3 separate regions of the Mus musculus genome follow, and all the other regions are linked to region 1. Evidence: chromatin contacts called from public targeted proximity ligation data. All regions are on one chromosome and are shown on one strand. The core of a region is the stretch at or near the end of the contact, and the rest is flanking DNA. Distances in the headings are between cores, read along the strand shown.

Evidence for each region.
Region 2: a targeted proximity ligation map of embryonic stem cells shows a contact between it and region 1, with 8 read pairs. A contact is called at or near these places in 1 of 39 promoter capture datasets (pre-B cells), 2 of 484 Hi-C or Micro-C datasets (both in embryonic stem cells), 5 of 130 datasets of targeted methods (the 230-238 cell line, embryonic stem cells, epiblast stem cells and 1 more) and 1 of 9 other capture datasets (liver).
Region 3: a targeted proximity ligation map of effector CD8 T cells shows a contact between it and region 1, with 10 read pairs. A contact is called at or near these places in 1 of 39 promoter capture datasets (pre-B cells), 3 of 130 datasets of targeted methods (the 230-238 cell line, effector CD8 T cells and thymic regulatory T cells) and 1 of 9 other capture datasets (liver).

What each region holds. Positions count from the first base shown.
Region 1 is chr19:21,271,028-21,273,727 of GRCm38.p6, reverse strand. It overlaps Zfand5 (zinc finger, AN1-type domain 5), which reads right to left and starts at 1,450. Exons shown (of 6, transcript NM_009551.5): 1 at 986-1,450. It overlaps LOC115489044 (atherin-like), which reads right to left and starts at 2,270. Exons shown (of 2, transcript XM_030251153.1): 1 at 2,238-2,270; 2 at 986-1,953. The coding sequence starts at 2,270. The coding sequence ends at 1,261.
Region 2 is chr19:21,791,276-21,793,975 of GRCm38.p6, reverse strand. Cemip2 (cell migration inducing hyaluronidase 2) reads right to left here. Exons shown (of 24, transcript NM_001033759.2): 2 at 996-1,338. The coding sequence starts at 1,326. Among named protein-coding and RNA genes, the nearest start is that of Cemip2, 14 kb to the right of the region's middle.
Region 3 is chr19:21,862,309-21,865,008 of GRCm38.p6, reverse strand. No RefSeq gene overlaps it. Among named protein-coding and RNA genes, the nearest start is that of Cemip2, 85 kb to the right of the region's middle.

The sequences.
Region 1 (2,700 bases), core at 201-2,700:
GGTTCAAAATGGCAAGATCACTCCCTAACCTCGAGGTCAGACCCGAACTCTAAACTCTAATGTGCTACTAAGCCTGACCTTGTGCAAGTCCTTAGTCTCCAGATTTCAGACACCTCTGCCAAACAGTCAAATAGTTTTTTTTTTCTAAGAGCTTCTTTCCATACTTAATACCGGTTCCAGCCACAAAACAATTTAGAACAACTAAAAGAAATCCCTTATTTTGGGGCGAGACACTTCAAAAACAAACTTGAAATGTAAAAGTGAAATATTTTCAGCAGTTGAATAATGAAATCTCACCTAAAAAAATCAAAATAAGATAAAATTAATTACTATCTTACTATTCCCTTGATTACTAAATACCGATTTTAAGAAAGGAGGCTCTGACCTATATATTATTTTCTTCTAATTATCTCAGGTAATATTCTTAGGCAGCTCCAATCGACAGTTAGCTTATAATACCTTCCCTCAGAATACAACTACACGGAGTGCACGGAAAGCAAGCAAAATGTCAACTTCACAAATGTTCACGTAGGAAAGAAACAAAGGGAGAGGCGCTCGACTTGCTTCCATGCAAAGGATTTTGAGGGAGAAGCTTAACCGCATTGGAAAAAACTAAAAACCCTCCGGGAGAAGAGCCGTCAGTCCCGGTTCCAGCGATTTCGACCGAGTTCGGGACCCAGAGGCCCCCCACCCCCCTCGCAGCGCAGGCCGCGCTCCGGGAAGCCCGGTAGGGCCTGCTCCAAAAACCACTGAGTCATGCACTCGACGGTCCCTCGCCGGAACAACTCGGCTGTGCAGGGAGCCAGGCGCGGCAGTAGCCGCCTCTGCCATTGTCTATCCTGTCGGTCGGTCGGCCGGCCGGCACCCGGCGCCGCGGCACGCCGGGCATTGTCCCGTCCAGCCCGCTGGCCCGGCCGGGCCCGTCTTTGTGCTCGCCGATCGGGCGTGCTCCCGCCCCCGCGCCGTCCCGGCTCGCGCCACTTACCCTGCGGGGGCCCGGATGCACTAGCGAGCTGGCGCGCGACGCCGGGCGGTGGGCCGGGCTGAGGCCTCCGGGAAGGGCTGGCTAGCGGCCGCCGCGGGCCGGAGCGGAGCGGAGCGCAGGCGGAGCTGCGCTGGCGCCGCGGAGGCCTCCTTTGTTCGTGCAGAAGCGCCGAGGCGGCCGAGCCCCGCCGCAGCTCGGGTGGGAGGGCGGCGGGGGAGGAGAAGAACCGCAGGCCGCGGGGCTAGCGCCGCTCCAGGCGCCCGGCCGCCGGCACCTCACGCCTCCACAGCGACGTCCCGGCCGAGTGAGGAGGCGCGCGGAGAGGCCTGAGCGCCGACGGGGCCCGAGGACTGCGCTCTTCGGGCTTCCGCGTTCGCCAGAGACTCTGCGCGACTCCGGGCAGCGAGCGGACGCCTGACCAGATGCACACCGCTCAGCGATCCCGACGACTGACGCTCTGGCTCTGACCGGCGCTCGGGATCTGAGGGAAAGGGCGGCGGGGGCGGGGCCTGTGCGTCAGCGAAAACCCGGTCGGCACGCCCGCGGCGCGATGACGTCGCGGGACGAGGCCCCGCCCCTGACCTGCAGGCACTAGCCGGGGGCGGGGCCGCACTTGGGGGCGGGGCGAGTCCGGAGGCTGCGGTCACCGTCGCCCAGTCACCCTCCGGCCCGCGGGGCCCTGGGTGGAGCTGCTGCGGCGGGTCCACGGAGGCAGCGCTTCTATTTTTAACCCTATTGTCCGCCCTCAGCCACCCACACCAGCCCAGTTTCTCACGCTTCGTCCCCAGCTCCGCCGGGGTCCCCTCCCCGCGGGACGGGAAGGCACGGCCCGGAGGAGGCTGGCAGGGTTCCGGGTGTCGCCGCAGCTCCGCCTGCCACCGCCCAAGGTCGCGGTGCGCTGCCAGCTCTGAGCTAGGACCGCCCACCAGCCCCAGCCCCGCGCCGCCGTTCTGAACTGTTAAGCCAGCCTATAGAAACCCCTGGAAATTTACTATTCCAGTGAAGCACGGAGAACCCTGACAAGCCTGATGAGATGGAGCAAGAGGGACAAACAAGCCGGACCCCAGGCAAGGGCAAGGTGCTGGGTACCTGCCCAGAGCACGAACAGAAGAAGCTTTCTGCTGGTCTCTCCGTGGGTTCTGGTCACAAAATGTCTCTGCCGAAATCCATAAGGGCTACTACCTTAGCTACAAATATGCACTTAGGGTCCTTCACTTCGGGTATTTAAGAACCGTAGGCCTTGAAGGGCTACCTTAACGGCATTTATGCACTTAGGGTCCTTCATTTCGGGTATTTAAAAACCCTAGGCCTATCTCTAAGGTACCCTAGGGTTGGCCTTGACTGGGACACACGAACCTCATTTCTAGATTTTGTATTTGTGATATTGTGGAAGTAGTGTGGGGGAGGGGTGCTGCCCTGATGCTCCAAATCTAACTGCTCCCTGCACAGCAAGTGGACTAACCGGTACATAATACATTTTAAAAACCTATTTCGGGGTTATATTGCTATGGTCAAGTAATGTATTTCAGACTTAGTTTGGGTCATTTGTCCTAGGATCTTTGGGATTTATTTCTGTAAACTAGTAAATAATAAAACTAACTGCTACCATTTACCAGCCATTTCAGTGTCATCTATTTTTCATTTAGGGTCTCCTTATTTATCACAGCAGTTTACTGAGAAAAATGCCCTCCCTGTCCATTTGTCAGGGTAAGGCA
Region 2 (2,700 bases), core at 21-2,520, 520 kb before region 1:
AGTGGAGAGTGAGGGACCCATGCGTGTGGAGACAAGCCAGCAACCCAGAGTCAGTCAGCCCCCAGTCAGACTCAGGAGTCCTCCTGGTGCCACCTGTCCAGCCCTGGGATTACAAAGCATACGCCACCACACGCAGTTTGGGTTTTGTCTTCTTTTTAAAGATCTTTTCTTTAAATTTTTACTCAGATCTGTTTGTAAATGCATGGCAGGTGTGTCTAAGGGAAGCAGAAGAGGGTGTTGGAGCCCCTAGAGTTCCTGGTGGCCGTGATGTACCCCACACAGGTTGTGGGAACTAAACTCGGATCCTCACCAACTGAATTGTCTCCTCAGCATTGATCATTAAGTTTCTGGCCTGGTTTCTTGATAAGCAAATATCATTTAAGGAATTAAAGGTCCCTCCGTGGTCTTCATCAATGAACAGAATGGTTAGACTGGACAAATGTATCAACTCACACACCTGGGGGCAAGTTTAAGGATGCATTCCATAGCTCAAAAGTATTAACAACTTTTTTTGTACTGTTTATCACGCCTGTTTCAAAGCACTAAACAAGATCTTTAGTCGCATCCATTTTATCGCTATATGGATAACTAAGTAAAGTTTTTGTGATCCAAGACTCCCAGCTCCCAACAAGCACCATCCTGCACTCCCATGGGGATTTGTAAAGAACATTTACAGAGATGCTCCAAGAAAGACTTGAGCCCTGAGACACAGTGGAGGAGGGAAAAAGAAAAAAAAAAAAAAAAAAACAGAAAGACAAGCCTTCTCATTTACAATTTCCCACAGACTCCTCAAACAACTGCTGTCATTTGTAAGCAGTCACACCTCATCCTACCTGTGCATTAGGTAGCTACAGCCAGGCTCAGCAACCAAGGCCTTTTTCTTTAAAGTGTGCTTTCTACATTCTCCCCCTAGCTCTTCTTTTGGACTATGCTTTCTCTACATATGTGCGCACAGCACACATACTTCATTCCCATTCACACGCAGGAGCACATACCATCTGGAGCGTATTTTGAGGATATTCCCAAAATGACCGCAAGCGCCACAAAGAACGAGAAGCTGGTTATGGCGAAGCAGATGAAGGTGTTCTTGTGCCTCTTCCGCTTTCGGCTCTCGCTCGGAGTCCGCTGCTCCTCGGGGGAGAAAGCAAAGGTCGCTGGGGCGTCTTGGCTCCTGGAGGTCAGTTTGGCGGAGGCGTGGTTCTTTGGAGGAGGCGCGGGACGTAAGGGAACCACCTTCCCGGGAACATAACCAGGTGAGCGGTGGCCGTTTCCGTTTTGAGGTTGCAGGAAAGCAGGGGAGTGGCCCCTGGAACCAGCGGCATACATGATACCCTGTCACTGTGAAAAGGGAAAGAAGGTTTTGAACGTGTACAATGTAATAGCATTAAGACTTTGTTTTGAGACAGGGTCTAGCCTCAAAAGCATGACAATGCTCCTGCCTCAGCCTCCCAAATACTGAGATTAGAGGCATGATCCCTGAAAAACATTTTCAGTGCTGGGGATCAAGTACCTGGTATACTCGAGGCACACACTCTACCCTTAGGCCACACCCCAGCTCTCAAACACGTAATGTGCTAAGACAAGCATAAATCTCTTTTTTTTTTTTTTTTTATCCAGTGACATTAATTATATTCGTAAAGTTGTATGACCATCAGCACCATCCTTTTTCAGGAATTCTTCAGTGCCCTGAGCAGCAGCTCCACACCATTAGCACACTTCTCCACTCCCACCTCAGCCTGACACTGACAGAAAATACCAAGTCAATTACATCCCCGATTCAGTTAACTGGGTGCCGCCACCTTCAGTGTTAGGTTGTCTAGTTCTAAGGACACTGCCTCTCCACTCCACTCCACTGCAGAGCACATAATCGCATCCTACAGCCTCCCAGGGCTCCCTGGCTGCGCTCTAGAACAATTCAGTTAGGGTGGTGAGGCTGGGTCAAAGCTGCTGGAAAATTAACATTCCCAAGGGACTCTAAAGAGCACCTGGAGCCACCTGCTCATGCCAACTGTTCAGGGTTTTCAGAATGGAAAATAAGCATTAAAAAAAAAAAAAAACAAACCTGAGAGAAATGGAGATCCCTGGACTCTTTTTTATGTGATTCAGGCCCAACTACTGCAAAGAGGACTCTGGATTTACATATTTAAAACACACACTTTGAAAGGAAGAGGCAAATGGCGTATTACATTATAATCTCAAAAAGAAAAGAAAAATGTGTGTCTATAAAACACACTCTGGTGACCACACTTGGAGCCTCACAACCCTAAACTCTTTAAACTGAAATTACAAGTCCGTGTATCCCATGAGAACCCAACAGATGCCCTAGGAAGTTCCAACAGACAGGCATTCAAGTCTGGATGTTCAATTCCCCGGATGGGGCTATCTCGTGGTTAAGCAGTTTAACCATTTCTTCCCATAACCTTACTTACATACAGACTCTGAATGCACTCAGTATGAATGTTTAGCCTGGTGTGGTGACATTGAAAGGAAATAAAACTTGAGACCTGTGATTCATGTAATGTATGTCAAATAGCCCAAAGACTTGTTTGTGAGCTTTGAAACCTGGGGCTGAGAACATAGCAGAACAGACCAGGACATGCCCGGGCAGGCCCATCGCCTCCCTATCTCCCACCCCTCTGACCTAAGTTAAATGTTACAGGCTGCTGATGTTTAAATGGACCAATCATGTGAAACCGCGCC
Region 3 (2,700 bases), core at 24-2,523, 590 kb before region 1:
GTTTGGGTCCCCAGAACCCACGTTAAACTGAGTGGACTGAAGTCTTCAATTTTAATGCTTCTAGAATGAGATGGGAGGCAGAGACAGGATAGTCCCTGGAACCTTGCAGACCAAGTAGCTTGGAGTACATACCACGATTTCCAACAGCAAAGAAATCCTTTCTCAAAAAAGGCGAGAGGAGAAAAACAATATGGAAGCTGTCTACTGATCTCTACCCCAGCACACACCACACACACACACACACACCATACCACACAAACATACACACACATACACCCCACCACATACACACCATACCACACACACATACATCCTAACACACACACACATTACACACACATACACATGCATACACACATATACACACTATCTTTTAAATCTTCAGTTAGCTCACTCTGTGTTTCCCAAAGTGACCAAATAAAAGCAAATAATCCTGTGTCATTTCCATCATGTAGAAACAAGAACATATGTATTGAAGGGATGACTTAGAAGATGACTATCTACTCCAGAAGGCTAAAGATCTAGATTCCAACAGATCTGCTATTTTGGGGAAATGATTCTTGATTTGTAATCAGAATGTGTAAAGAATCAACCTAAAAAATATAAATAATATAGATCCAAATTTATTAAACATTTAATTATAATAAATTCCCAGGAGATATTTATCTTCCTAAGGAAAAAAAGATGACTAACATAGTTATCCAGAGATTTTGGACTCGGCTTTTTTATATACTACATCATTAATTGAATTAAAAGCAACTTGTTCGAAGGAATTCACAAGAGATAGAAATCACAGATCATCAGTACAGCAACCCCTCCTCTGGGATCATTTCATGTTTGTAACTGATCTCTCCCCACCCATGGGTAAACTGCACAGGAAGTCCCTGCTCCTGTCCAGTCTCATCTTGCTCGTGTAGCATTTCCCGTACTTGGATGTGTGTGTTTCCAATATGGAGCTGCAACAGGGGAAAGCTATAATTACCAAATCTCTTCCTTTTAGCTATTGAAATAAGGTGACCTGCAGAAACACAAGACACTACAAACAAAGACTTCCAGAAATATAACCAGGTAAATACGCTTGCTTGTGGCTAAATCCTTGGGCTCAAATTCAAAAGGGGTGTACCCTTCAGAGCCTGATAGTGTCACTGGTCTGTGTTTTTGGAACATTACCTAAAACAGGAGGAAAATCAGCTATTATTCACAACACGCCTGATCAACAGAAAGGACTCCTTTCAAAGCCAAGTGCTCACATCCTGTTGCTGGGGTTGACTCAATGACTCAGTGACTCATTCTGTAAGTTGTGGCTCTTCTCCGTTTATAATTCTCTCCACACTGAGATGGCTGCACTTTCACATTTAGGTCAGTACGTGGGAGGGTAAAATTGCCTTACAAATCAGCCAGAGTTAGATAATTAAAACTTTCAGGTACGCGTTCTTTTTAGCACTGTAGGTATTGTAGCAGACATTTAAATGGAATTACTGCCCAAAGAGAATGAATTTGAGACACGGAACCTGCCTCGAAATTAGGTTAGCAAGGACTAAAAATCCTGAGTGTTGAACAGGGAACTCATAAACAGGATGAGGAGTTACAAGAGGCCTGGGAATTCAGTCTTGCCAATAACACACACATACACACACACACACACACACACACACACACACAACCTTGGAACCTTGAGCAGAGGGCAAGAGGTGTTGGTGTAATGGGTGATCACACAAATGGGTAGAAACATGGAAAGGTTTGTTGCCAACAGTATGCCTTCCCAAGTCTGCAATTCAACTTCAGCTTATTACATAAAACCTATCTCAAAACCAATCTGCTGTGTGCTAGCGGTTTTTCCTCTTGAGTAGGGAGTGAGATTATTAGCCAAGAATTGTTGTGTGGCTCTCAACTTTCCTAATACTGCAACCCTTTAATACAGTCCCTCATGTTGTAGTAATAACCAACCATAAAACTATTTCCCTTGCTACTTCATAACTATAATTTTGCTTCTGTTATGAATCGTAGTGTAAATATCTGTATTTCCAATGGTCTTAGGCAAACCCTGTGAAAGGACTGTTTGACCCTAAAGGGGTTGGGACCCACAAGTTGAGAACCTGCTTCATGGTAAAAGGGGTTGGAAGTGACAAACTGTTAGCTGGACTCAAGTTTCCCCTCACATGAATAGCAAGAGCAGAATGCTATACAGCCCAACCGTAAAATGGGTGTGGCCGCATACTTTCACTGTAGTCATTTCCACATTTCAGAATTCTGGTTTGTAACAGCTGGGTTACTGAGCTGTGGTACCCTCACAACCACCAGCATAAATGCAATCCTCCTGCCTGTGGGTGTTCAAACCGGTTCCCTAAGCAGGTTCTGCCTAACTCCATGTGCTGCTGTCCAGAAACAAGTAAAACAAAGGCAGAGACTAAGCAGCACAGGGCAGTCTCAGTGTGCCCTCCGCCATCTTGGAAATGTGTTTAAAAATCAAGTTCCTAGTCCATTAACTGTTAGAAAATACTAAAGAATGTATAAGGATGTGAAACCCACCAGGTGTTTCAGATTGCCAGCTGTTTGTGAGTCAAGGCCACTTTCATTCAATTACACGTGTTTATAGTACTGCTTGACAAGAGAGAAAGCTGAGGATTGGAGGTAGGAAGCTGCTCCCAGTAACACCACTAAATGCCTTTAGTGGCATCAGACCTAAGGTGCTCATCAAAA